Regions from separate parts of the Pan troglodytes genome. Here region 2 is linked to region 1. Evidence: chromatin contacts called from public HiChIP or PLAC-seq data. All regions are on one chromosome and are shown on one strand. Each heading gives the region's core, a stretch centred on a gene start, on an enhancer-like site or on the middle of the called end of the contact. The rest is flanking DNA. Distances are from core to core; before and after follow the strand shown. Region 1 holds the start of FLCN (folliculin). Region 2 holds the start of MPRIP (myosin phosphatase Rho interacting protein).

Region 1 (3,087 bases), core at 376-2,875:
GCCCTACAGAGCACTTAGCTTTGTGGTCACCGGAGCCTGCCCTCACCAGCCAGGTGACACCAAATGTTACTAGACCTCTCTGAATACCACCCAAAAGCTGAGAAACAGAGGCCTCTCAGAATTCGCATTACACATGGAATCAGAATTCTGGGCAGCGTGAGGTCATTCTTCACTCACTGTTCAATTCCAATCTCTACCAGGTGTTTGCTGAAGAAAACAAACTGGTTTGAGTGTGTCTCACGAGTCTGTTTCCAACAAGCTTTCCAGAACCCACATAGGAAGCCGAAATGCCCTGGCTGACAGTCTCTTCATCAACATATCCAAAGACAGTATTCAAATTCCCTGATGTGGTAGAGTGTCTGTTCATGTCCCCCTCCCACAATGGCTGAGTCCCAGACCTGGACAGTGACCTCACCACCACCCGTGGTGCGCCCTGGCCCTATTTCAACCCTACTTCCTATGGTGTTCTCATAGCACCGTGGAGAATTAAAGAGGCCACTAAGTAAGGGCACTCTAAATAAACAAGGCACTATAACGGATCTTAACCAGCAGTGGACACACAGCTTCTATAACTAGTCTCCCACTGGGGAGCCTCATTAAGTTAGCAGCTGGGATCCCAACAAGCCCAGGGTGAAAAGTTCTGCAGGGGATGACTGCCAGTTCAGATCCACTCTCACTGTGGCTCTATTTCCACCGTTTCCCTGGATTTCCATTCACAGAGCTCCCTGACATAGGACACTAGAAGGGCAAACGCAGTGTCACCTGCCACTATTACTCAATTACTTGATGACCACGGTGATAATCTGGCACTAAACTGGCTGTGGCCAAAGGCTAGAGAGCCAGAACCTACTTCCAGCAAGCTCCTCCTTGCCCTGTGTCCCCACTTGAAGAGACTGCTAGTGACCACACCTTGGACTTCAATCCACAAGCCAATCCATTCTTTCCAGGAGACAAGGACGCGACTGACAGTACTCTCAACTGGAGAGAAGCGCGGTCTTCCACCCTCCCTGGAGGACACGGTGCTACCCTATTAGCGCATCAGAGGACCCTCCTGAACGCCAAACTGGGAGAAGAGGATGACACACACCCTCTCCTCCAAACAGAGCGAAGACAAAACCTGGGAGAAGGGAAGGCAAACAGTCCCGTTTCATGGCAACATCAAATGAGATCACAGTCATCATCCCCATAGACTTGGTTAATGGGCGTGCCCCCAACCTATCTTCAAATCTCAGGGTCTCGGCGACGCCCTGGACTCTGGCCCTAAACCCTCCCCCATTACTCGTCCACCTGGGACCAACGAAAACTCGGACAGGCCCCTCCGCCAACCCCTCAGACCCCCGCCTACCTGCTCCCTGAATCGAGGCCCGCGGGACACCTGGACTCGGCAGCCGGGGTCCCGCTCTGGGTCCCAGCCCCGCCCCTGACTGCGCTGGGTAGGTGGTCGGTGCGGGACCCGGACCGGCGGGATCACACCCAGAGCCCCCAAGCCCACGGCAGGGATGTCACCCGGGGTGGCGAGGCTCTCAAGCCCGGGTTCAGGCTCTCAGGGGAGCTGGCAGAACCAGGAGCGACCACACTCACTCGCGGTCCCGCAGCCCCGCCGAGACCCAGGCGCGTGACTCCCTGAGCCGTACCACCACCCAACACTGCGGTGGGGGTGCGGGAGCCGTCCGAGCGCGTCCTGCACCGCGAGGAGAGCCGGGCCTCCCTAGCTCCCGCAAGCCCAGGAACACAGTCCGAGTCCTGCAACTCCGAGGTCTGACTGGGAAGCAGGGGCCGCTGCCCGACAATTACCCTTTTCCGCCGCCCCTATTCCGGTGCCCCCCTCCGGGAAGTTCCGAATGGTTCAGACCGCACCAGCTGGGGATGCTGGGGGAAACCATTTCATTAAGCGCGGGAGTATGCTGAAACTTAAAAATCATTTTAAAAACAGATTTGAGGGTAAATATAGCCAACCTAAGGCTTCCTGTCCACATAAAAGAGAAAAATAAAGAAAAAACGTTATAAGAGGTTGGCAGGCTTTTTTTTTTTTTTTTGCTTCACCAATGGTTTTTATTAAATTGCTGATGGAACCCGTCCTCTCCCTACATTGAGAGTATGGAAGGTGCGGGAGACGGCCGTCACGTGACGCGGAGAAGGCGCGGCGCCCGTGGGAGGTTGGTTGCAGAACTCGGAACCGCTGTGCGCGCGCATGTGTGGGATTCGGTCTTCCTCCCTCAGTGGGTCTTTTTTAAAAATGTGAAAATCAGTTTTTGAATAATATTCTTTTTTTGAGACAGAGTTTCGCTTTCGCTCTTGTTGCCCAGGCTGGAGTCCAGTGGCGCGACCTCGCCTTACTGCAACCTCCGCTTCCCGGGTTCAAGCGATTCTCCTGCCTCAGCCTCCCGAGTAGCTGGGGACTACAGGCGTCCGCCACCACGCCTGGCTAATTTCTTGTATTTTTGCAGACCCTGTTGGCCAGGCCGGTCTTGAACTCCTAACCTCAGGTGATCCACCAGCCTTGGCCTCCCAAAGTGCTGGGATTACAGGCGTGAGCCACCGCGCCCGGCCTGAATAATATTTTTTAAAACTTGAGCGCCCATTACTAAATTTAGCTACTTAGAAGTTAATTGTAAAGCCATTACTTTGTGATGTAGTGTGGGTCCTTCCAGTGAAGACCGGAGAGAGATGGGAATCAGAGCCTGACCCGCCTGCGCGCGCTGCCCCCTGAGGTGTGGCCGCCCCGGAGCCTTCCGCCGCGGCCGAGGCTATGGTTGCCGCAGAGTCTCCAGAATGTGCTCACCAGGAATAGAATAGAAAAGTGGGTGGTTGTGTTTTTGAAATCAGAGGTCACTTATTTTTTTCTCTTTAAATTTCCATGTTCTGGTCGGGCGCGGTGGCTCACGCCTGTAATCCCAACACTTTGGGAGGCCGAGGTGGGCGGATTACGAGGTAAAGAGATGGAGACCATCCTGGCCAACAGGTGAAACCCCCTCTCTACTAAGAATACAAAAAAAATTAGCTGGGCGTGGTGGCACACGCCTGTAGTCCCAGCTACTCGGGTGGCTGAGGCAGGAGAATTGCTTAAACCCGGGAGGCAGAGGTTGC
Region 2 (3,087 bases), core at 292-2,791, 190 kb before region 1:
TTACACTAAGTTGAAATCCACCTCCCTGGGATATTTACCAGATGATCCGTGGAAAAGTACGCAGCTCTGGAAGCATTTGCTACTTCTCCTCCTAAAACCTCCTCCATTCCCTGAGCGACAGCTGCTGTGGCTGCCACTACCACATGCTCCAATGTCACCTCCTCCGTGAAGGCTGGGTTAGCTCACCCCCCTGTTTAAAGACTCACCATGACTCCCAGCTGCCAGTGGGATGACATGTGCACGCCTGGCCTTGGAATACAAGGCCTGGGTGATAGAGCCCTCCTCCAATCCCTCTTGCTCCTTCTTCCCCTATCTCCACTTCCAGCCACACTCAACCCTCTCACTGTCCACTTAAACTTCCCCTCCTCCTTGAAGCCACCCGAATTTTTCTAAAGAGCGCATCTCTCCCCTCTCTGGGCTCCTGCAACCTTCTGCCTGAGCCTTTGACAGCCTTTTCCAGGTTGTCTTTTGGCCAGGAGGCTGGACAACGGAGGACGGGAGTGACAGCTCGGCCCCTTCCTAGCAGAGTGATCCTACACAAATTACTCCAGGTGTCTGACCCTTCATTTCCTCAAGCACATCATGGGGGAAAGAATGCCTAGCTCAGCACCTGGCAGAGAGTCAGCCTTCGCTCATCTCCCCTAATGGAGCTGACAGCTCTTCAAGTCCGCTGACATCTTCTCTTAGTCATCCCTTGAAATACTACCCGCTGTTACTTCTCTGCTCCTCAGTCTCCTCCTATGTAAAATGGGGATGAGAATGGAGAGGTTGCGAAACTTTAATGAGCGAGCCCTTGGAGTATCCAGCCCTTCCCGACGCTAACTGACTCCTACGAGGGGGCCTGGTACACAGTAGGTGCTAAACTAATCCTCTCCGAGCTGGGCTTGGGGAAGATGCCTCCGTTGGGTGTACAGCGTGGGCGCGGGAAGGCGAGCCTGGGAGCGAGGGGGTTGCAGAGAGGCAGCCTGAGGTCGGCTCCGCCTTCCCCCGCAGCCCCCGCCCGGGCCCTGCAGCTGTCAGCCCGGCCGGCCTCGGCGCCAGTCCACCAAACCTGAACGTCCCATGCCGGCGCCCCCACCTTCCCGGCCTGCACAACTTACCTTGCGCTCGGCGGCCCTCGGTCCCGCCCCCGACTGCCATTGGCCCAGAGGTTCCTTTGTTAGCGAGAGCGCGCCAACGCCATTGGCCGGTGGGGCTGCCGATCGCGTCGGGCGCTGCCCCGCCCCGTACGCCCCGGCACCTCCCCGCGCCCGCCCGCCCGCCCCGCCCGTAGTGCGTGAGGCGCTCCGCTCCCATTTGCAGCGGCCGCGGGGCGCCGAGGGCAGCTGCGGCGGCGCGGACGAGCCGGGACGGCGGCGACCGGAGCCTGAGAGGCGGGCCGCAGCGGGAAGCAGCGGGCCCGAGGCCGCGTCCATGGGCCCGCGGCGGCCGGGCGGCGGCGGTGCGGGCGGGAGCTGGGCGTCGCGCGCGCTGTGAGGCCCGGGCGGCTCAGGAGCCTCGGCGCGTGCAGCGAACCGCCCGCCGGGAAGGAGGCCGGGCCGGGCCTGCGGCGGGGCCGGCGAGGGATGCGGCGGCGGCCGCGCTGAGCCCCTAGCCCGCCGGGAGCGCCAGGCCGGCCAGGCCTGCGCCGCCGCCGCCGCCGCCGTCGCCGCTGCGCCGACCATGTCGGCAGCCAAGGAGAACCCGTGCAGGAAATTCCAGGCCAACATCTTCAACAAGAGCAAGTGTCAGAACTGCTTCAAGCCCCGCGAGTCGCATCTGCTCAACGACGAGGACCTGACGCAGGTGAGCGACTGGGGCCGGCCCGGACACCTCCGTTCTGGGAGCCGCGGGTCGGCGGCCGGGGCGCCGCCAAGGGCTGCAGGGAAAATAAAAATGGAGCAGGGAAATGCGCGACTCCTGGGGCATGGGGACGGGGACGGGAAGTGCATTGACAGAGCTCGGACAAAGGGAAAATCCTCGAGTATGCCGAAAAATAACATCCTTTCCCGTTCCCATTGCCCGGCTGTGTGATTCATGCTTTTTGGGTGACTCAAAAGTGCCTGGTTTCGCTTAGTAGGAACAAAGCGCTTAGGGATTGCATGCCGCTTGACGGGACCCCCCTGAGATTCTGGCTTGGGACTGGACTTGGATTTGTCCAGCCAGAGTGGCCCAGGGGTCGGATTGTTGGGGAGGACTGTGGGCTTCCGTCTAGTGGGACGCAGCCTGCCCCGATTCTGAATCATCGTCACTGTCAAGCCCTGGAGAGAGGTGAAGGGGTGTCCAAGTCTGGCGAGGAGGGTCTTGTTCTTGAACTTAGTTTGGCAGGCCATAGTTTAGCGGGGAGCTGGGACCAGTTCCCTGGTCACTGGCCGAGGGGTGAGGAGACCTGTGGGTCCTCGGGAAAGTTGATTTCTGTCTCCCAGCCTTAACTGTCAAACAGGGCTTTGAACTAGTTGTGACTCCCAAACGTGCATTAGAGTCATAGCCATTAAACACAGAGTTCTGGGGCCCCCGCCCTGGAGTGACTGGGGAGATGGGGAATTTGTATTGATGAAAGGCTCCAAGAGGCTTGGCTGCAGCCCCCATGGCCCTTGGGAACCCCTGCAGTGATTGCTGTTTGAACTCCTAGTGTTCCAGGATTCCGAGCCTTGTGTGCACCTCCTTGGGATGTGCCTCGGTACCCTCCCCACGGCCATCATCTCCATCCTCTTCAGAGCTTTCTCTCAGCCTCCTGAATGAAGCCAGGGGAAGTCCCTTCACATTCCAGTCCAGTGTGACCTAGTTGTAACCACTCCTGTCGCAGAAGAACCCCTTAGACTGAAAACGAGTGAACGGGCCTGGTTGTTTTTAATGCCACTTCAGTGCACCCAGGGTTTGACTTGTTTACATGGCCGACTGGAGTAGGGTGGTGGGGCAGGGGTTACGGCCTGGGGCACGGGGCCTTTCTCTGAGGTCAGGTTTCCAACTGCCAGGAAAAGATTCCTTTCATCTAAACCCCAAAAACTTAACGAAACACTCAAGGCTGCAAAGTCATAGATGGTTAAGATACCAAGGGTTTTAAGGACGGTCAGCTTGGGACGGATAGAACTCATTTACCTCGGAGGG

The links. HiChIP or PLAC-seq counts read pairs in DNA pulled down with a chosen protein or histone mark.
Region 2: a contact with region 1 is called in an H3K4me3 HiChIP or PLAC-seq map of stem cell-derived excitatory neurons, with 2.6 times the contacts expected there. The contact joins the promoter of MPRIP here to the promoter of FLCN in region 1. A contact is called at or near these places in 1 of 7 Hi-C or Micro-C datasets (stem cell-derived neural progenitor cells) and 1 of 1 datasets of contacts at active chromatin or transcription factors (stem cell-derived excitatory neurons).

The regions. Positions count from the first base shown.
Region 1 is chr19:50,570,392-50,573,478 of NHGRI_mPanTro3-v2.0_pri, reverse strand. FLCN (folliculin) reads right to left here and starts at 1,625. Exons shown (of 14, transcript XM_024350450.3): 1 at 1,346-1,625.
Region 2 is chr19:50,764,527-50,767,613 of NHGRI_mPanTro3-v2.0_pri, reverse strand. It overlaps MPRIP (myosin phosphatase Rho interacting protein), which reads left to right and starts at 1,541. Exons shown (of 23, transcript XM_063799700.1): 1 at 1,541-1,785. The coding sequence starts at 1,663.